4 separate regions of the Mus musculus genome follow, and regions 1, 2 and 3 are each linked to region 4. A link is a contact called in public HiChIP or PLAC-seq data. All regions are on one chromosome and are shown on one strand. Each heading gives the region's core, a stretch centred on a gene start, on an enhancer-like site or on the middle of the called end of the contact. The rest is flanking DNA. Distances are from core to core; before and after follow the strand shown. Region 1 holds the start of Slc25a38 (solute carrier family 25, member 38). Region 2 overlaps Gm33800 (a long non-coding RNA gene). Region 3 holds the start of Ttc21a (tetratricopeptide repeat domain 21A). Region 4 holds the start of Acvr2b (activin receptor IIB).

Evidence for each region. HiChIP or PLAC-seq counts read pairs in DNA pulled down with a chosen protein or histone mark.
Region 1: a contact with region 4 is called in an H3K27ac HiChIP or PLAC-seq map of extraembryonic endoderm stem cells, with 5 times the contacts expected there. The contact joins the promoter of Slc25a38 here to the promoter of Acvr2b in region 4. A contact is called at or near these places in 2 of 484 Hi-C or Micro-C datasets (muscle stem cells and uterus) and 2 of 115 datasets of contacts at active chromatin or transcription factors (extraembryonic endoderm stem cells and microglia).
Region 2: an H3K27ac HiChIP or PLAC-seq map of embryonic stem cells shows a contact between it and region 4, with 2.3 times the contacts expected there. The contact joins the enhancer-like site here to the promoter of Acvr2b in region 4. A contact is called at or near these places in 1 of 39 promoter capture datasets (liver), 2 of 484 Hi-C or Micro-C datasets (both in embryonic stem cells) and 5 of 115 datasets of contacts at active chromatin or transcription factors (embryonic stem cells, extraembryonic endoderm stem cells, pancreatic cancer cells and 1 more).
Region 3: an H3K4me3 HiChIP or PLAC-seq map of embryonic stem cells shows a contact between it and region 4, with 12 read pairs. The contact joins the promoter of Ttc21a here to the promoter of Acvr2b in region 4. A contact is called at or near these places in 1 of 39 promoter capture datasets (liver) and 4 of 115 datasets of contacts at active chromatin or transcription factors (astrocytes, bone marrow-derived macrophages, embryonic stem cells and 1 more).

The regions. Positions count from the first base shown.
Region 1 is chr9:120,107,324-120,112,567 of GRCm38.p6, reverse strand. Slc25a38 (solute carrier family 25, member 38) reads right to left here and starts at 2,186. Exons shown (of 7, transcript NM_144793.2): 1 at 1,996-2,186. The coding sequence starts at 2,124.
Region 2 is chr9:119,988,544-119,993,633 of GRCm38.p6, reverse strand. The region is part of intron 1 of Gm33800 (a long non-coding RNA gene); the gene reads right to left. Among named protein-coding and RNA genes, the nearest start is that of Gm33800, 7.2 kb to the right of the region's middle. Within about 2 kb of position 1,908, at least 18 of the 459 cell types and tissues checked have an H3K27ac peak or open chromatin away from gene starts, as enhancers often do. A contact at or near this core is called in embryonic stem cells, where this site is marked.
Region 3 is chr9:119,933,374-119,938,866 of GRCm38.p6, reverse strand. Ttc21a (tetratricopeptide repeat domain 21A) reads right to left here and starts at 1,261. Exons shown (of 29, transcript NM_028735.3): 1 at 1,117-1,261. The coding sequence starts at 1,143. Gorasp1 (golgi reassembly stacking protein 1) reads left to right here and starts at 1,309. Exons shown (of 9, transcript NM_028976.2): 1 at 1,309-1,409. The coding sequence starts at 1,350.
Region 4 is chr9:119,399,455-119,404,627 of GRCm38.p6, reverse strand. Acvr2b (activin receptor IIB) reads right to left here and starts at 2,450. Exons shown (of 11, transcript NM_001313757.1): 1 at 2,031-2,450. The coding sequence starts at 2,082.

The DNA of each region.
Region 1 (5,244 bases), core at 937-3,436, 710 kb before region 4:
ACAGTGACTGAGAACATCACTGGCCCAATAATCATTGAATCGACAAGAAGAGCCAACAGTTTTTTGTTTGTTTTTGTTTTTGAGACGATAAGGTTTTTTTTGTTTTGTTTTGTTTTGTTTTAATTTTGGGGTGGGTTTTTTTGGGGTTTTTGGTTTTTTTGTTTTGTTTTTTTGTTTTTTGAGACAGGGTTTCTCTGTATAGCCCTGGCTGTCCTGGAACTCACTTTGTAGACCAGGCTGGCCTCGAACTCAGAAATCTGCCAGCCTCTGCCTCCTGAGTGCTGGGATTAAAGGCCTGTGCCACCATGCCCGGGGAGGCCGTGTTTTTCTACTGGCTTTGGCTCTGTAGACCAGGCTGGCCTTGTACTCAAGAGATTCACCGGTCTCTGAGTGCTGGAATTCTGGGATTAAAGGTACCACCACCACCTCTCAACATCAATTCTAATAAATCAAAATCTACAAAAAAAAAAAAAAAAAGCAGGTAGCCTGACCAGCGCTGTGACCTTTGTATGCTTACAGCATATCCTGTGAGAGTAGATTTTGTGGGTCTGTTGTGCTTGCTTTGACAGTCTCATGTCACATAGCCTGCCTCTTCATGAGCCACCATGCTGGGTCCTGAGCTTAGTTTTCTTTTTTTCTTTCTTTTTCTTTTTTTTTTTTTTAAGATTTATTTGTTATTATATGTAAGTACACTGTAGCTGTCTTCAGATGCACCAGAAGAGGGCGTCAGATCTCATTACGGATGGTTGTGAGCCACCACGTGGTTGCTGGGATTTGAACTCAGGACCTTCGGAAGAGCAGTCGGTGCTCTTATAGCCCTGGCTGTCCCAGAACTCACTTTGTAGAACAGGCTGGCCACCTCCCTCTGCCTCCCAAGTGCTGGGATTAAAGATGTGTGCCACCACCACCCAGCGAGCTTAGTTTTCTTATAGTGATGGAGACGAAGGTGCTTTCCTGAAAGGCCACACCTCCAACTTCAAGTTTCGATTTATTTTAGTAGCATACCTTATTATACACGACTTAAAGAAAGCTGAATATTCCAATTTTTTAAGTGTGAGAATAGATCAAAACAACCAGTAAGGGCTAGAGACTAGTCCAAAGTGTATTCTTCCAGAGGGACCATAAGGTTCCCAGCACCCATACAGAAAGGGGTGCTCACAGCTCCAGCTCCAGGAGATACCAACGTTCTCTTTTGGCCTTCTTCGGCATCTGCACTCTTGTGCACCTACCCCCAACACACATAGATAAAAATAAACACTAAAAGCACAATGAGCAAATCGTACTACGCAAAACACGATGGGAGTAAGCAGCATTTCAACAGCCAAATAGTACCACAATTTCTACCACCCCACAGCAAAAAGAAAAACAACAAAATGTCTACGTCCAACACACATCAAAAAGGGAAAGATGGCGGGCCAGAGAGAAAAAAAGTATGCAGTTTTGAAAGACATGGTCCTGGGAGCCACAGCGGTTATCTTTTAAAGACTTCCAAAAAGCTCCAGACATAGGGGAGCACACTCCTTTAGCACTTCGGAGCCAGCCTGGTTTAAATAGCGAGTTTCAGCCCTATCTGAAACACAGTGAGGCCCCGACTCAAAAAAACAAGAATTTTTAAAAGATATTCATCCCCCAAAGCCATGCATCCTCGCCCCACTGAGGCACATCCCAGCCCGGGCCCGCCCTGCACAGCCCCACCTCCGTTTATGGTTGGCAGCAAGAGACTCCGCCCCGCCCCGCCCCCGTCTCCACCAATGGCAGCCCGGCAGCGCAGCCAACCCGACGGAAGGGCGTGGCCTTGGTGAACCCCGAAAGCTAAGGCAGAAGCCTGCAGGGAAGCCGGTCAGGGAAGGTGTCCTGCGGCGGGCGGCTCGAGGTGCCCCGAGGCGCTCTCATCAGTTGCCGTTAGAATATTCTAGAACTAGAATGTTCTCGAAGCACTGTCCCCTGCCCCACAATGCCGCTCCCGTCCCGGTCCCCCTGCTCCCACGAACTCACCATGAGCGTCTCCACCGTGTCCTCTACATCCTGCGACTGCAGCAGCGCCGAGCGTGCCTTCTCGATCACTGGGGACGCGAGCCCGGCCCCGGCGACTGAGAGGCTCCGGGGCTCCGCGCTCACGCCCATCCCTCCCCGCCTGCCCGCCCGGCCTCAGGTCTCATTACCCGAGACAAGCGGCTCGATGTTTCCGGGGGAGGGGAAAGCAGAAGGAAAAAGGTGAGATCCCGCTTCCGGTGACATAGCGTATCCGGCGACGAGATCTCATCGCCACCTGGTGGCTGCACTTAAAACTGCAGGGTCCGTGATTCTCAGTTGCAGAGCCTTCTGCTCGGCGCTTTTTTTTTTTTAAATATTTTTCTTATTAAATATATTTATTTATTTATTTATTCTTAAAGCGCTTTTTGAAATGGGTGACTGGCTGAGTTTTAATTGTATTTAATTTATTTAAGAGCTGAAGGACCGCCGGGCAGTAGAGGCACACGCCTTTAATCCCAGCACTTGGGAGGCAGAGGCGGGCAGATTTCTGAGTTCAAGGCCAGCCTGGTCTACAGAGTTCCACGACAGCCAGGGCTATACAAAGAAACCCTGTCTCAAAAAGAAAAAGAAAAAGGAAAGGAAAGAAAAGAAAAGAAAAAGAACTGAAGCAGGATGAATGCCTTCTCTTTAGACACAAATTTTTAAAAATACAATTCACATTTCTTCTTTTTTGTTTTCTTTATTTTTATTTTTTCAAGACAGGGTTTCTCTGTATAGCCCTGGCTACCTGGAACTCACTAGCTACCCCTGTGTCTCTCTGTGTGGAGACCAGGCTGACCTTGAACTCGTAGAGCTCCACCTGCCTCTTTAATCCCAAGTGCTGGGATTAAAGGCGTGTATACCATGCCTGACTTATTTTTAGTTGTATGTGTGGGTATGTACGTGTGAATGTAGCTTCTTGCAGAGGCCAGAAGCTCACAGGCAGTCCTGAGCTGCCCTGTCTGGGTGCTGGAAACCAACCTCAGGTCCTCTACAAGTGCTCTAACCCAGGCTCTCAAGCCTTGTCTTTATGCTTTTTATATGTTTATTTTGTTCTGTTGTTTAGTTTTTCAAGACAAGGTTTTTCTTTTTTCTTGAGACAGGGTTTCTTTATATAGCCCTGGCTGTCCTGGAACTCACTCTGTAGACCAGGCTGGCCTTGAACTCAGAAATCCACCTACCTCTGCCTCCCAAATGCTAGGATTAAAGGTGTTTGTAGACGCCCGACTCGACAGCAAGAAGGACGCCACAACAGGATTCTTCTGCACACGTTTATTGGGAGAGCTTGATAGTGAAAGCAAAAGCGAAAGACCCCGAGCCCAAAAAACCAGTGCTGCTTATATAGGCCTAGGACAGGCATGTCTACACCCAATTGGTTATGCTTTCAGTACCTCATTTACATGCCTCGGGGCCAGGTCGTGACTCAGCAAAAAAACTCTACTGAACATGCACACATTGGTTGTTTACCCATATTCATGGGCGTCAGCTTATTGAAACCAGCGCCATCTTGTAATGGTGTTTATTGGCTTCCCACATCTCCCCCTTTTTTATTTAATAGAAAAAGGCCTAATCCGATGATCTAGTCTTGCACTTCCTCAGCACAAAACGATCAAGAAGGATTTAGAAGGGCAAATCATGATCACCCTACCTCGTGCAATGAGGAAACCTCAGCAGTGTGCAAGGGCTGATCAATGATCGTTGAGTCTCTCTCATCCCAGTGCAATGGATCCATAAATCCGTGGGGTGCAAGAGCAGAGGACTCAGAAGCCGACTAATTCTTGAGCATAGATAACCAAACTTCAGGGGAGGTGCCATTTTCAATGGCTAAAAGTGCTTGAGTTATAATCAATCACCTTGTCACATTTTTGTTGGGTTCTGAATTTGCAAGCCAACCAAAGCATGAATACCAGTCCACAGCATATGGCAGTGACCCGTCCAGCAGGTCCAGTTATTCGAGGGTCTCGAGGGGACCTCCTCCTAAGAACCAAATGGGGGGTAGAGAGAGACGAGGGTCTTGTACGAGTAACGACACGGAAACTGTTCTGAAGTTGTATCAAGACCCCAAAATGTATTAGCCAGGCCCAAGGTTTAAATACACAAGCAAAAGGGGAAGTGCCTTTCAGCAGGAGGAATGGGGCAGAGGAAATGCACCTCAGCAGGAGGGATGGGGCAGCAGAAAGAGAGGAAGTACTTCTCAACAGGAGGGATGGGGCAGGGGAAATTTTTCTTTTGGCGACTACAAGGGGAAGCAGGAACTTGGTGGTATCAGGGTACATCTTGAGGTCAGGACATCCAGCGCTGACTTTCTTGGAGCGGTGCGTCCGGTGGCCCGCTTTTGACCCTCTTTTCTTCTCGGGGGGAGAGGCCCAATTCAGAGATCAGGACAATAGCGTTGCCTTAATGGCTCCCAACATGGCAGCACCAAACAAAATCCCTCCCACCCATTCTTTAAAGTACGAAAATGCAGAGGTAAACCAAGAGGTAAAGTCTCCAAGAGTCACTGGTTCCACTCTGGTTCCATTAAGGTTCAGGATCTGTATCTGCAGCTTCGTCTGCAACCTTTCCAGCTCCTGCTGAAAGACTCCAAGAGGAGCCCCTCGCTCAGGCCTCAGGACAATAGCAGACACCCAAGAACTCACGACAGACCGAGCTTGTTGCAAACCACATGAGGCTTTATTCGGGGAAAGCCAGAGCTCTGGGGATGACTCATATCCCACGCAGGGGTAGAGGAGTCGACCTCGAGGGGAAAGGGGTCCCAGTTTTTATAGGCCCTCAGGGGGGGAAGGAGAAGGGGGAGATTAGGGGATTTCCAGATCTAAACAATGTCTATTCTCAAGAAATGGGTATGGGAGGGATACAAGGAAAGAGTCTAATGAAGGTGCAGCAATGGGCACACACCTGGTCAGAACATTGGCAGACACACAGGTTCGAGGAGTGGCCAGAGCATTGTGCACCTCTATTTTTCTAAATCAGTGAAGCTAGTTCTGCTAACGCTGATGTCTATCTTGCCAATTTCAGGGCTTCTGTGACCTTTTAAATTCTGTCAGGATCTTTCACTGCGACCAGTTCCCCTTCAGATAATTCGATAGGTCTGTACTTTTAATAAAAGAATCATTAATATGCCTAATGGGAGTAATGCACACATGTAGGGTTGATGCCACACAACTCATTTGTATGACATCCATCATCTGTTCCATATTATGTTGTAAAACATCCACTCTTTGATTCACT
Region 2 (5,090 bases), core at 659-3,158, 590 kb before region 4:
CTTGTGAAATGGTATGAACCCCACTGGGGCCCTGTTAGCAGTTAGAAAACCAAGTTAGTTTGTTCCCAGGATGTGGGTAAACTTAAGTCGAGTGTGTATTCATGAGTTTTTTGTTTTTTTTTGTTTTTTTCAAAGTGAGAGAGAATAAAGCCCTTGAAGCCTCATTGAATCTGTCCAGCATGCATTGGAAACTGCAGTTCATTCGGGTGGGGCTTATATACATGGAGCCATGGGTTGCTGAGAGACGTTGTGACCAGAGAAAAGGCACGACAAGCTCTCAGTAAAATTAGTTGATCAAACAACCCTTTTGGATGACACATAGAATCAGTGGCACACGCTGCGATCATGCCCCCAGAGAGTGCCAGCAGATAAGAGGCTGTACTGTCAAATAAAACACAGGAAACAGCCTCGAACTGTGTCAGGGGGAATTCGCCCCATCTCTTTCTTGATAACAGACCCTTCATTTTGACACATTCTCCAGGCTCAGGCAAAAAATGGTTTAAATCAATTATGACCATTCCATTCCCCATTTTCCTAATTTCCCTTGCTGCTGGAGGAGATGAATTCCTGGCCAGTGAAGCAGGATGAGATATCTGCTGCGGGTCCTCTTGTGGTAATATTTCATTTTCATTTTTTTTTCATAAGAGTGTGTCTTGTAAACTGGGCTGTGGTGGTGCACAACTTTAATCCCAGCACTTGGGATGCAGGGACAGACAGATCTATGAATTGGAGTCCAGCCTTCTCTATAAAGTGAGTTCTAGGACACCCAAGGTTATACAGAGAAACTTTATCTTAGAAGAGAGGGAGAGGAGGGAAGGGAGAAGAAGGGAAAGGAGAGGGGACGGAAAGGGGGAGGGGGAGAGAGAGAAGAAGAAGAAGAAAAGGAAGACAGAATAAAGAAAAGAACAGAAAAAAAAGAGGACATTGGCTCCTGTAACCCAGGCTGGGCTTCACTTTACTATGTAGGTAAGAGTGACTTTAACTTGGACTACAAACCTTCACCTCCAAAATTCAGGTGCTGAAATTACAGATGTGTGTTAAGTATCAAACCCAGGGCTTGGTTCATGCTAACATATAGGTTATTTGTTTCTTCATAAATACAGTATATGAGTTCCTTCACATTGTCCTCTCACCACACACACACACACACACACACACACACACACACACACCAAGCAAACTGGAGGAAATGTACTTGATGACACTCTGTTCTGTTCATCTCTGGATTCCTTTTCAAGGTTAGCGATGGGGCTCAGGGGAGAAAATGCTTGCCACTCAAGCAATGAGGATCTGAGTTCAGATCTCAACATCTGAGTAAAAGCTGAACTTGGAGGGATGTATCTGTAATTTCAGCCCTGGGTGGGGTGGGGATGGAGCTTGTGAGGACTGAGACAGATCTCCCGTCAGCAAGTCTAGCCAAAACTATGAGTCAGATCAGAGACCCTGTCTCGAAAAATAAGATGGATAACAATATACTTTGTTGCTACTGAGTATTCCTCTGTGGACTAGAGGACCTTCCCAACATGGGTCTGAAATGTGCATGCCCGCAAGAGTGAGCGCACACACATACACAGCATACACATAAAGAGTCACACCGGGAGGTCTTGACACACACCTTTAGTCCCAACACCCAGGACGCAGAGACAGGCTGATCACTGAGTTCACGACCAGCTTGGTCTACATAGCGAGTTCCAGGGCAGCCAGAGATACATTATCAAATCCTGTCCAAAAACGAAAACAAACTAAAACAAAACAAAACAAAAAAAACAGGAAAATATTAGAGTCACACTCTAGTTTCCAGGTGGCTTCTGCCACCAGTGCCCCCAGCAGGGAATAGGGACAAGAGGAAGAGAGACTGGGGATTCCTTCCTGTCAGTCACTAGGGATTATACAGCCCCCTGCCAAGAGAACTCTATAGAGTCGCTCTTCCTTCTGGTGAAGCTCCTGGTCTCCTCCTCTTCTTTCTCTGAGACCTATCAGTGACAGCAGGTCTGGCTCTGCCGGGAGTTTGTCCCCTGGGGAGCTCCGGAACCTGCACTTTTGTAAATAAGCCTTCTTTATAACCATCCTATCTTAGGGCTCTTATTATTTTTTGTCATACTAACTAGTCTAACTCTAGTTCACAGATTTAGAACAACAAAACAAAACCCTTGCATCTGAATGTCAATGCGCAGGTGACAGCCTGGCTCCTCCGCGCTCTTTGGAATGTACAGCAAGGAAAGCAGTGGGCTCCATTCATGGCCTCTGGGTATTTTCAGAGCTCTGTGTGGAGAGGTGGAAGGTGTCTGCTGAGAGAAAGAGACTCCCAGGAGGGTGTGTTGTTATCTCTTGCTTTTGGTCATCCTGAGAACCACATACTTACTAGCCAAGTGTTCTACTATAAACCCCATCATTTTTGTACTTAAATGTATATATATGTGTATGTATTGTGTGTGTATGTGTATATATATATGTGTGTGTGTGTGTGTGTATGTGTATATATATATGTGTGTGTATATATATGTGTGTGTGTATATATGTGTGTGTGTATATATGTGTGTGTATGTATATATGTGTGTGTGTATATATATGTGTGTGTAAATATATGTGTGTATGTATGTGTATATATATGTGTGTGTATGTATGTGTATATATGTGTGTATATATATGTGTGTGTGTATATATGTGTGTAAATATATGTGTGTATGTATGTGTATATATATGTGTGTGTGTATATATATGTGTATGTATGTGTATATATATGTGTGTGTATGTATGTGTATATATGTGTGTGTGTATATATGTGTGTAAATATATGTGTGTATGTATGTGTATATATATATGTGTGTGTGTGTATATATATGTGTGTGTAAATATATGTGTGTATGTATGTGTATATATATGTGTGTGTATGTGTAGTAGCTATTCCTGGTTGTCAACTTGACAATATTTGGAATGAACTACAATCTGGAATTGGAAGGCTCACCAGTGACCCTTATCTGGAGGCTTGGAGATCCTTATCTGGATCTTGGTTGGAGATCTTGAGCCATAGTGGCTATGGATTCCAGAAGATTGAATCTCCGAGTTTAAGGAACACACCTTTAATCTGGGCTACACCTTTTCATCTGGGATTAAAGGTGTGGTGGAACACACCTTTAATCTGAGCTACACCTTCTGCTGGAGACAATATAAGGACATTGGAAGAAGGGAGTCTAGCTCTTGCTCTTGCTCCTTCGCCTGCTTGCTGCGTGAGACTGAGTAACTGCTAGATCCTTGGACTTCCATTCACAGCTGCGACTGAACCATTGTTGGGAATTGGGCTGCCGACTGTAAGTCATCAATAGATTCCTTTACTATCTAGAGACTATCCATAAGTTCTGTGACTCTAGAGAACCCTGACTAATACAGTATGTATGTGTATATATGTGTGTATATATATGTGTGTGTGTATATATGTGTGTAAATATATGTGTGTAAATATATGTGTGTATGTATGTGTATATATGTGTGTGTGTATATATATGTGTGTGTGTGTGTGTGTGTATATGTGTGTGTGTGTATATGTGTGTGTGTATATGTGTGTGTGTGTATATATATATATATATACACACACACACACACACATATATATATATATATATATATCTGACCTGGAACTCAAGAGTCCACCTGCCTCTGCCTTCCCAGTGCTGGAATTAAAGGTGTGCACCATCATGCCCAGTCTGTGCTTTTAATTTTTGAGACAAGATCTCACTCAATAAGTTCCCCAAATTGGCATTGAACTTTTGATCCTCCTGCCTCAGCAGCTAAGGACACCTGTTGTGTGGAGGATTTTGTTGGTGGTGTTTAACCCGGGCCATGTGAGACAAGTGTTCTACAACCAAGTCCCATCCCCAGCCCACAGTCAGAATGGGAGTTACAAGGCAGTTGTGAGCCACTCCAGCGCCATCTTGCCTGCCCACATTTTATTTTTTGACTGGTGCTTATGTTGCAGCCTCGGCTCAGTGCCTCCTGATGCCCTTCAGTTTGCTCTTCTCACCTGAGATGTTTAGGAAACCATGTATCCTCGGTGTGGAACAGAGTAGGGCATCCTTTCCCATATCAGCCGGTGTAAGCAGCTTTGGTTGTGAGGAGAAGTTTACCCTGGTTATATTTGCTGTATAATTGACACATTAACCTTAGTTGTCATCTTATCTTCTGCGCTGCCTCTCGTTACAATGCTACCATCACTTTGTTTTCACGTGTCTGGTTTTTGTTTGCTGTGATAAGCATGTATGTATGTGCACATGCATATATCTTGTTCAGCGATTTGGAGGCTTAGAATCTCCCCCTTCACCCACCCTGTGGGTTTTTTTGTTTTGTGTATGTGTGTGTGTGTGTGTGTGTGTATGGTGGTGAGGTGGGGGTTCGAGACAGGGTTTCTCTGTATAGCTCTGGCTGTCCTGGAACTGTCTCTGAGGTTGGCCTCAAACTCAGAAATCCACCTGCCTCTGCCTCTCAAGTGCTAGGATTAAAGTTTTTTTTTTTTTGTTTGTTTTTTAAAGACTTATTATATCTAAGTACACAGTAGCTGTCTTCAGATGCACCAGAAGAGGACGTCAGATCCCATTATAGATGGTTGTGAGCCACCATGTGGTTGCTGGAATTTGAACTCAGGACCTTCGGAAGAGCAGTCGGTGCTCTTAACCACTGAGCCATCTCTCCAGCCCAAGGTTATTTTTTAAAAGATTTATTATTATATGTAAGTACACTTGTAGCTGTTTTCAGACACACCAGAAAAGGTATCGGATTGCGGATGGTTGTAAGCCACCATGTGGTTGGTGGGATTTGAACTCAGGACCTTTGGAAGAGCAGTCAGTGCTCTTAACCACTGAGTCATCTCACCAGCCCCGTTTTGGTTTTTGTTTTTTTCGAGACAGGGTTTCTCTGTGTTGCCCTGGCTATCCTGGAACTCACTCTGTGAGCTGGGATTAAAGGTGTGTGCCACCACACCTGGCTCAAGATATTCTTAAAAACCAAAACCAAAACCAAAAAAAAAAAAAAAAAAGAAACCAAAAAAACAAAAAACCTGGCTGAGTACAGTTAGTTCTGCCAGTATGCAAATAGGTGTG
Region 3 (5,493 bases), core at 12-2,511, 540 kb before region 4:
TTCAGGGTCTCCATGTCCTCCGCTATACACATCTTGGTATCTTTCACAGCTAAAGAAGCTGAAGCCCAGGGAGACACAGCCCATGGAGATCACACAGTAATTGGGGCTGAGATTTCAAAGCAAAAGCTCACTTCCTCTAAGGTTTGTGGGTGTTGAGTTGGGGATAGATGTGGTTAGGTCGTAAAAGCCTCATGGGCCATTTGAAAGAGCCTAGACGTCAGACAGGGTCATCAACAGGAACCAGCTCGAATGGCTTTAAGTAGGGGAGTGAAGTTTTCAGATTTTTAAAACTTTTGGCAGAGCCTGGTGTTCATGTATCCCAGACTGGCCTCAAACTCAACTATGGTGAGTTTCTGACCCTCCCTCCCCACCTCTCCGGTGCTAGGATTAAAGGCACCTACCACCACACCTGTTTTATGGCTATCAGGGCTTGGTGCATATTCTAGGAACTGAGCCAGATCCCCAGTTACCTCAAATGATATTCTAAAGAAATGACTCTGGCTGTTGCGTGCAGTGATGTGTGGGTGGCTGCAGGTGGCACATGGGTAATGCCAGGCAGTAGTGCTGGTGCAAAGAGCCCAAGTAGAGAAACCAGGCCAGAGGTGTCTAAGGGAGAGATACATGGTGGCTCTGGAGACTTTGGAAGCTGACACTTCTCGTTAGATTAGGAACAGGGTTGGAGGTGGGCATAGACCTCATAGCAGTGGAACACAGATGGCTTAGGTGGGAGGCAGATGCGATAATGGACAGGCACGGATTGGTTTGGGGGATAGGATCAGGTCTGGGTGCTAATTTGAGGCTAGGGGTGCAGAGGACACTGAGGGGAAATGCTTTGGTTAGGGAGCTGAGGAAGATGGAAGGACTTCTAGAAGCTGCCAGAGTAGTGAACAGAGGGGTAGAGGTGGTTGGGGGGTGGAAGTAGCCTAAGAGTAGAGATGGCCAGAGGGCAGGCAGCAGGGTGGATGGTGTGGCAGAGGGTGGCCCAAGGGCAGATGGCCAGAGAAAGCAGAAAGGTAACCCCAGAGCAGAAATGGTCAGAGAGCAGAGAGCTAGCCCAGGGCAGCAGTCCTGACTGCAGAAGTAGTCCCGAGCGCAGGCGGCCCAGAGTTCACGCACCATGAGAGAGGAGTCATCGCTGCTCATGGCTGCAGCCCGGCTCAGGTGATGACCGGCTGAGCGGGATTCCCAGCTCTGGCCGCCCAATTCGCAGCCCAGCTCACGGCCGGAAGTCTAAGGCGCGCGCGTCCTTGGCAACCTGGCTGCTGGCCTGTTGCTAAGAACTGTGACATCCGGGAGGGCGTGGCCTGGCCCCACGTGACTAGGCCACGCAGCAGCGGGAGAGGGCGGCCATGGGGCTAGGGGCAAGCAGCGAGCAGCCGGCGGGCGGCGAGGGCTTCCATCTGCACGGGGTGAGCCGGGGTGGTGGAAGATCACCAGGGAGGGTTGCACAGCCCCGAGGCCTGCAGTGACCTCCCTGCATGCCTTGCGAGGCCCAGCGCGTCCAAGATCCGAGGCCCCTTCTCTAAGGAGCATTGCAAGGGGCTGGGAGAGCTCGTGGGCTTTGGGAAAGCTGCTGAAGAGGGGGTGAAGTGGCCAGAATGACTGGAGCCAGGGTGGGCATTGGGACCCCAGAGTGAAACATCCCGAGACCTAGATGGGGCCCTACGTGTCACTTGCAGGGAGGTACGAGCGAACAGGCTGCTGGGAAGTATAGTCTGGTTGATAAAGAACGCCGTATGGAGTTGGGGATAGAAAGATCTTTGAACTCAGCTCCCCTGTTTTGCCCCTTTGAAAAGCAGGTAGATGCAGAGCTGTGTGGAGGCGGGCAGGTTTGTCAGGTTGTCTGGCTGTTGGGTCAGCCTGCCTGCCTTCATTCCTTCAGACAGGATCTTGGTACTTAGTTCAAGCTGTTGTTAAACTCTCAGCTGCTCTTTCTCGGTTCCTCTTAAATCTTATCTATCTATCTATCTATCTATCTATCTATCTATCTATCTATCTATCTATTTATTTTGTGGGTGTCTCATTATGTATCCCCGACTGGCCTGGAACTTGCTATGTAGGCTAGACTGGGCTGGAACCTACAGAAATCCATCTGCGTGCGCCTGCCTCCTGAGCCATTATGCCTCTCTGGTCTATGTCAAAGGAAGTCTGGAGTCAGGGCTAGGGAAGCGGTTTCTAGCTGGAGAGCCACATTGGCTTTACAGATCAAAGTGACAAGATTTGTGCTTGGGGGTTGGCAGACATTGGGATGCATCCAACCGGGGGTGTTTTAAAACAGGTTCACGGGAAGTCAGGAGTTTGGGATCTTTGCACAAGGGCTGAGGGAAGTGAGGTGGTGGGGGTGGTGGACGGAGTGAAGGCAAGGGGGGCTGGTTAAAGGGGGACAGGTTGATCAGGTCAGAGGATGAGGACCCGTTACAGAGATGTGTTTTTGGTGTGTGTGTTGTTTTTGTTTGTGCACACGAGTGTGCAAACCAGAGGTTTTAGATCCCTTTAAGTTGGAGTTATAGGCATTTGGGAGCTGTCACACTTGCATGCTGGGGACTCAACCCAGGTCGTCTGATAGAATAATAGGCTCTTTTAACTGCTGACCTATTTCTCCAGTCCCTTTGTTTGTTTGCTTGTTTTTTCTTTGAGACAGGGTTTCTCTATGTAGCCCTGGCTGTCCTGGAACTCACTCTGTAGATCAGACTGGCCTTGAACTCAGAAATCTGCCTGCCTCTGCCTCCCAAGTGCTGGGATTAAAGGTGTGTGCCACCACTGCCCGGCTGTTTTTGATGTAGGATGGCCTTGAGCTCTTGATACTTCCCGAATCCCAGGATTACAATGTGCACGAGTATACCTAGCTATAGACATGTTTTTGAATATATATTCTATGCCAGGCAGAGCTTCAGGCACTAGAGATAACATGGTAGACAAAGTACTCATATTTGGAAATCAAACAGGGGAGAAGGAAGGCCATAAAGAGCTATGTGGAATAGGATGTGGTGGCTCATCCCTGGAATACCAGCATTAGACGCAAAGGCAGGAGGACTCCCAAGTTTGAGGCCAGTTTAAGTTATACATCAAGGCTCTTATCTCAAAAACATACACAGTGAGCTGAAGAGATGGCTCAGCAGTCACGGACACTTGACTTCTAGGAAGCCCAGGGTGACTTGGTATTATGTGCGTGTGCGTGCATGCATGCACAAACTGAAGGTCATGACATTGGGTTGTCCACATCTGCCCGTAAGTCCAGCTCCAGGGGACCCAGGGTCCTCTTCTGACTTCCATAGGCACCTCCCCACCCCATACACACAGGGCATCTGTATACCCTGGCACACATGAACACAAAATTTTCTTTTGTTTTTTCAAGGTAGGGTTTTTTTTTTTTTTAAGCCTTGGCTGTCTTGGAACTACCTCAGAGATACACTTGCCTCTGCCTACTGAGTGCTGGGATTAAAGGCGTGCGACACCACTGCCCGGCTACATAAATCTTAACCACACAGCAACGGCACTGAGCTCCTTCTCCAGGTCCTAGACTTGGCATTTTATTTTATTTGATATTTATTATATGGAGCTGTGGAGGATTTTTGTTGTTGTTTTTAGATTTATTTTCATTTTATGTTTAAGGTATGTATGTATGTATGTACACTGTGTCTGGTGTCTACAGAGGTCAGATAAGGGGATTGCAGTCAGATGGTTGCGAGCCACCCTGTGGGTGCTGGGAACTGAACCTAGGTTCTCTACAAGAGCAGTCCAGCCTCTGTTGGGACATTGTAAGTGGAGGGGTGACATGTTTTACACACACACACACACACACACACACACACACACACACACACTCATGCATGTGTGAAATGGCATGCGTGTGTAGAGGTCAGTGGAACTTGGGTTTGAATGACTCTTTCACAGAGGTTGCCTAAGACCATTGGAATTTTTTTTTTTTTAAACAAAATCTCGATTGTTCAATTTTACCCATGAAAACTTGGGAGCCAGATGCTGGGGTGAAACCCTGCTAGCTCAGAGAGACAGAGAAAGTACCCAGCTGACCTTCTCCCTCAGCCTTGGCCCCAGCAGCAATGCCCTCTCACACTGTCTCAAAAAACCTCTTTCAAACCGAATATCCTTTCCTACTTCGTATGTATCTCTCTGTCCAACCTCCTGACCCCATCTTAGTCTAAATAATCCTATGCCCAGGTCATGTCAACTGGTTGCTTGTTCTACCTCTTAACCTTTGGTTGGCTGTATTTAATCCTGTTTATAATATTCAAGCAGAAAGCTCTCGGATTAAAGGTGTGTGCCAAGGCTGAGTCACACAACAACTAAAAGCAGATTTTCCGGTAAATTAACACAGTCTCGGGGTCCACAGTGTGTTAAGTGTCCTGTAACAGGAAAACTCAGACATTTACATTATGATTCAGCACAGTAGCAAGATTAGTTATGAAGTAGTAATACAATTTTATGGGGTCAGCACAACACAAGGAACTGTATAAAAGGTTAACAGCATTGGGAAGGTTGAGAACTAAAGGAACCCTGAAGCAGGGACCCCTGAGGGATGGAGCAGGACTAGGAGTCCCCAAACAGTCCAGGAATGCTTGCCCTTGGACTTGGCCAAGCCCCCACCATAGGCCCACTCCCACTAGAGGCCGTGGCAGCTCTAGCAAGTGCCACTCAGGGACTCAGTTGCTGTTGCTGTCCGGGAGTTTTTATGCCGGGGCAAACTGGCCTTGAACTAAAGGCACCTGTAACACTTGGTTCTCTTCAGGCTCCTGAAGAGTTCTGCAGCTTGGGGAATCTAGTGTAGGTATCTAGGATCTGAGGTCACCTGAGTCCTGTGCCCTGTCATCGGCACTGTTACCTTGGGGCCTGGTTGATGCCTGGCCCAAGAAGTTCATAGCAAAAGGCTTGAGTCAAAGGCCTAGGTGCATCTCTGGAGTTCAGGACCTGGGGTAAAGGTTGCCTTGTTTGAGCAAGGCCCTGTAGGTGGGGCCTGGCGATGTGTTCCTGGTACAGCTTGTGATGGGGGAGCTGGCTGTACTTTGGAGACAGCAGTAAGTTAGTAATTGAGAGGGGCAGGGAGCACCGAGAGCAGGGGTGGGGAGCACCGAGAGCAGGGGTGGGTGCAGCTGAGCGCATGTCCTGACCCTGGGATCCGCTCTCCTTCACTGTCAGCCTGTCCCTGCCTGCTCAACTGGAGCTAGGCAGCTACTCAGGGTCTAGGCGCTTCAGAATCTGGCCACAGGCTGCCTTGCCCAGCCCTTATAGCAAGGTCTGGCTGCATTTCTCCTGCGTGTCTGGGCTTTCCTGCCCAATCCCAGTTTTGGGGTGGGGGTGGGGTGATATCCTTTAGGTGCCCCTTACTCCAGGGCTATCTGAGTCCTTTCTGGAAGCATTCGCGTATCACGGTTGGGAAACTTATGTCAGGGAAGGAGGTGAGTGGGGGGGTGGGTGAGCAGAGCAGTCTGCGGAGGTGAGACCTTCCCACTGGTCCAGGGTGGGGGCTGGGCTCCT
Region 4 (5,173 bases), core at 1,201-3,700:
CTGCGGTATGAAAGCAGTCAGAAAACACTAAAGACACAGCTATTTCTTTCTTTTACTAACAGGGCTGTTGGGAATTTTTAAGTTGAATATATCTGTCGAGCCCATGTTCCCGCTGGCAGCACCAATATACAGATCTCTCCTTTTTACCACAGAGCTGAGTAATTCCGAATATCAAGCCAGAAACATGAAGGAAAGATCTCTGAAGCCAGAGGCACAGGAAGGCCAGCTCTACCCCAACCCTTCAAAGTTTTCCTCCAGTTCCTCAAAAGAGAAAGCAGCAGCCACCACAACACAGGTGACTCTATCCCCAAAGGCAGAACCACAGGTTGAGTCAGAACACGTGCCTCTGTGTTCCGTTATGCACTCCCCCAAACAGTGCAGCAAATGTGGTACCAGGGATCCACTCTCACTCTGCCCCTCCAAATGGGAAGTGACTGGTGAGGTCAAACTGGAACAAACAGGAGCAGTGATGTACATACAGACTTCTAGTCTGAGGCGAACGGTCCTGAGACAATGCTTTCAACAAACCTAAACTTAAAAGAGGCAAGGCACATACATGTCCAGGTGCAGAAATCCAGTAAGTCAAGAGCCGACTAGAGGTTGGTCCTATAACTTGGGGTCAGCCTGCTGCCGCCCTCCCCGGAGCAGACCACTGTTTTCCATCACTTCCAGGCTCTCATTCTTGGGGTGAAAAATCTCTGGAGCAACACTTCGGGGAGTGGCAGAAAGAAACAAAATGTTCACCCTGAGCACCGCGTTGCCTCTACCACTCCAGGACAGCACTGAAACCGCTTCCCAACAGTGGGCTCGGGTAGCAAAGAAGTTATCTCTGCCCTCTGGTTCGTACACTCATGCTCCACCGCACCCAGGCTCGTGCAAAAACTCTCGGGGTCGGAATTAACAGCTAACCCTCACTACCTTGTAATAGAAAAGATTGAAAGTGAGGATCCCTGTGAGGGGGTGCAATGACCATCTGGGATACCCACCCCCGCAGCTGCAAGGGGGATCCCAGCCCTTCCCTACACTCCGGGCCCCGCCCCTCGCGGGTTTCCCAGACTCCGCGCTGCTGCCACCTCGGGCCGCAGGGGACCCGAGCTGCATGTGTAATGGGGGTTGGGAACAAAGACGCGCAGGACCCAGAGCCCCAGCCACCGGGCACCAGCCGTCCTAATCTCCACGATCTTTTCTCTGGAGTCTTAATGCCCGACTGTCCACGTTTCCTGGAACTGCCCTAAGCCCGCCCCGGAGCTCCTACAAAGTTGAGCACGCTTCAGCACCATCGGGACACAGAAATCAGTGCCTAGGCTTTGGGGGAGAAAGCGCTTTCCCAACACAACTTCGTGCGTACACACCCACACCTTCTAGTCCCAAGCAGACGCGCACCAGCTATCCACAGCCCGCAGGCGGCTGCGAGCTGACCGCGGGTCACTCACGCCCGCCACGTGCCGGCCGAAGCGATCTGAGACCTGTTGGTTCGCCTCTTCAACCCTTCTCCACTCCCAGTTGCCCAAAACAAAAGCGGTCCCACGAGGGCGCATCTGCGGCCCGCTGCAAGAAAAGCGGGCGCAGGTAGGAGCCACTCGCATGAGGATCGCGACGCGGAGTGGCGGGACGGGATGCAGAGGACTCCGGGCGGGCTATGGAAAGCCGTCCGCTTCGCTTTGCGACACCTATGACTCTCAGGGGCGAGCAGCCCCAACCCAGCCGCCCCCAATTAGATGCCCACCCCGCTTGGCCGCCTTCCCCACGCTTAGGTTTTCCCCGCTCTATCCCTGGGGTCCGCACACCCGCGGAACCTGAACCCCGACCCTGACGCTCCAGGTTCCCCCATCACCTAGAACCTCTGCGAGCCAGAATCGCGCAGAGGAACCGCACGGGCGAGCTCGCCTCTAAGATCGCAAGCACCAGAGCGCCCCGCGCGACCCCGATCCCAGGCAGGTGGCGCGGCGCCGAGGCCGCGGGGCCGCCCTTTGTTGGTAAACACCGCGCGCCCCAGGTCCCTGCACCCCCACGACGCGCCCGGTCCTTACCGGCGCACAGCGATCCCCAGAGAAGGGCGAGGGCCGCCCAGGGCGCCGTCATGTTCCGCGGCGCCGCCCCGCGGACACCCGGAGCCCGCGGGCAGGGCCGCGCTGCGCTCCCGGGGCGCGCAGGGCCCGGCGGCGGCTGCGCTCTGCTTCCCGCTCCTTCTCTGGGTCTCGCTTCCAGGAGCGCGCGCTTCTGCGCTTCGGTTCCCAGGCAGTATGCGGAGATAGGGGCTCAGGGCCGCTGCGGGCGGCGCGCAGTGCGGCCCGGGCTATGGGGCGACGCGGGAGCCGGGGGGCGGCGGCGGGGCGCGGGCCAGGGCGCGCCCGACGCGGGCATGGCGCAACGGGGCTGGGCCCGGGCCCCGGGCGCAGGGGCCGAGTCCGGAGGGGCCATGAACGGGGGAGGGGTGGGGGAGGGGACCTGAACCGAGTCCAAAATGGCTCCTGAGCGGTGGCCACGGAGCCGAGCCAGCGGGGAAACCCGGATGTTGGATACAAAGAGGCGGGCGAGCTGGGCGGGGAGGGGGAGGGGAGGCGGGCCCTCCGGCCGCGTGGTCCGCGCCCCCCTTGGGGGCGGGGCCGGAGAGGAACAACAACACCGAGGCTCCGCCCCCCAGCCCGCGCCCTCTGGAGACAGCGCGCCTGCAGCACCAGACTCTAGGGCTAGGCGGGGCGCGCTCTCCGAGCTGGTGGGATTGGACTGCCCACAACTTGGCTGGTGCTTTCCTGCCCCGTGCTATGGAGCCCACGCTACGGGATGCACGCTCCTCTGGGACCCCTGAGTGAGTGGGTAGCTCCTGGTCCCCATAACCTAGGACCTCTGCCCTCCAGCTCCCATTTATGGGCTAATTAATTGGCAGGAAAACGCTGAAGTCTGAATTGACAGCAGTTCCTCACAACGCACGCACAGTTATCTCCAAGCAGAGGAGGACCCACAGAGCAGCTGCAGGTGGGAAAGAACTGTTGGCGACCTGCTTTCTGAAGGATCCTCAGCAATCCAGCATCCTTCATCTTACCTTCAGCACTCCTCCCACCTCTAAAGATCTGTTCAGAACATGCCTCTGTTCCTTTCACACACGCACACACACCAGATCCCTCCATTTCAGATGTTACACAATCAGAGTGTGAGAGCAATCGGCCTCCCAGCTACACTGGAAAAGCCAGTCACTACTCAGGGGAAAAAAATGCTATGGAATCCTCGGATAGTTACCTCCTGCCTCACCAAGAGCAGTGGGTCATAGGAGGAAGGACGCTCCCCCCCGCCGCCCCCCCCCCCCAGCCTGGGTCATTTCATTTGCTCGAGCCTCGGACTTCCCTTATGAAAATGACGGTGTTGAAGTCCTCCAGACTTGGGTAGAGTTTCTTTCTGCTACGGCTTTGGTGTTGAGGTAGGGATCCTCAGCTTCCCAAGAAGTCTGCACCTTGTCTGACAACCTTTGCTCTTAAATGTGGTCTTTTTCCTCTCCTTATGTAATCCTCAGGTGGCCTCGAGCTCGCAGTCCATCTGTGACTCTTCCTATTTTTCGTTCGTTTATTGATTGATTGTGTGTGTGCTCTCTTGCCTGTATCTATGTGCATCCAACATACAGTCATATGTTTCCATATGCCCCGTGCCACCAGCACCCTCCATCTCACATCTGGGCAGCTTTAACAGCAGAGGGCTGAGGGGCTCCTTAGATGTCACTAGGGTCCATTCACGTTGCTAAGTGTATCTTCTATTTCTTTTAAGATTTTTATTATATTTTACTTATTTATATGTGTGTTTGTATGTGTATGTGTGCATGCATGTGTGTGTGTGTGTGTGTGTGTGTGTGTGTGTGTGTGTTAAGGAGAGAAGCAGACAGACAGAGACAGAAGAGAGAGAGCATGAACACATTGAGGTTGGATGACAACTTGCAGTTGGTTCTGTCTTTCCACTCTGTAGGAGCTGGGAATCAAACTCAAATCCTAAGGATTGGCATCAGGTCCCAGTACTTGTGAGCCATCTCTATGGTACTAGCACCCTTTCTAAATGGTAACTGAGGTGACTTTTTAAAAGATGGGACTCTGGGGTTGGATGGCTCAGCGGTAAAAAGCACTTGCTCTTTTTGCAGAGAACCTGGATTTGGTTGGTTCCCAGGACCCAGACTGGACGATTCACAAGTGTCTGTAATTCCAACCTCAAGAACATTGACTTCCTCTCCTGATCTCCACAAACACCTCTGTGTGCATGCACATGCATGCACACGTGTGTGCACACATACACTTAAAAATAAAATTAGGCCGGGCGTGGTGGTGCACGCCTTTAATCCCAGCACTCGGGAGGTAGAGGCAGACGGATTTCTGAGTTCGAGGCCAGCCTGCTCTACAAAGTGAGCTCCAGGACAGCCAGGGCTATACAGAGAAACCCTGTCTCGAAAAAAACAACAACTAACTAACTAAATAAATAAATAAATAAAATTAGGCCAGGCGTGGTGGCACACGCCTTTAATCCCAGCACTCGGGAGGCAGAGGCAGGCAGATTTCTGAGTTCGAAACCAGCCTGGTCTACAAAGTGAGTTCCAGGACAGCCAGGGCTATACAGAGAAATCCTGTCTCAAAAAACAAAATAATAATAATAATAATAAAATTAGAAAGATGCTTATGGGCTGGAGAAATGGCTCAGTGGTTAAGAGCACTGACTGCTCTTCCAGAGGTCCTGAGTCCAATTCCTAGCAACCACGTGGTGGTTCACAGCCATCTGTAACGGGATCCGATGCCATCTTCTGGTGTGCCTGAGACAGCTAGTGTACTCATATAAATAAATACATCTTTAAAAAAAAAAAGAAAGGACTGTATCTTGGTTTTTTTTTTAGATGCTTATATTACATTATAGTAATTCTCCTTTATTTGTGGTTTCTCTTTTCAGTTACTAACAGCCAAACAAACCTCAAAACTTTAAATATTAATTTTTATAAGTTAGAACTTTCAAACTGCTGGCCACTCTGTCTAGCAAGATGACTTCTCACCACTCTTCTCTGACCTTCACAGGACACAATGGATACCTGCCAACTTCCATGCTGATTTTCTGCCCACTTACTGGTCTCTCATTTTTTGTTTGTTTTTTTTTTAAGGTTTATTTTTATTTATGTGTATGTGCATTTGTGTGCAAGTGCCTGTGGAGGCCA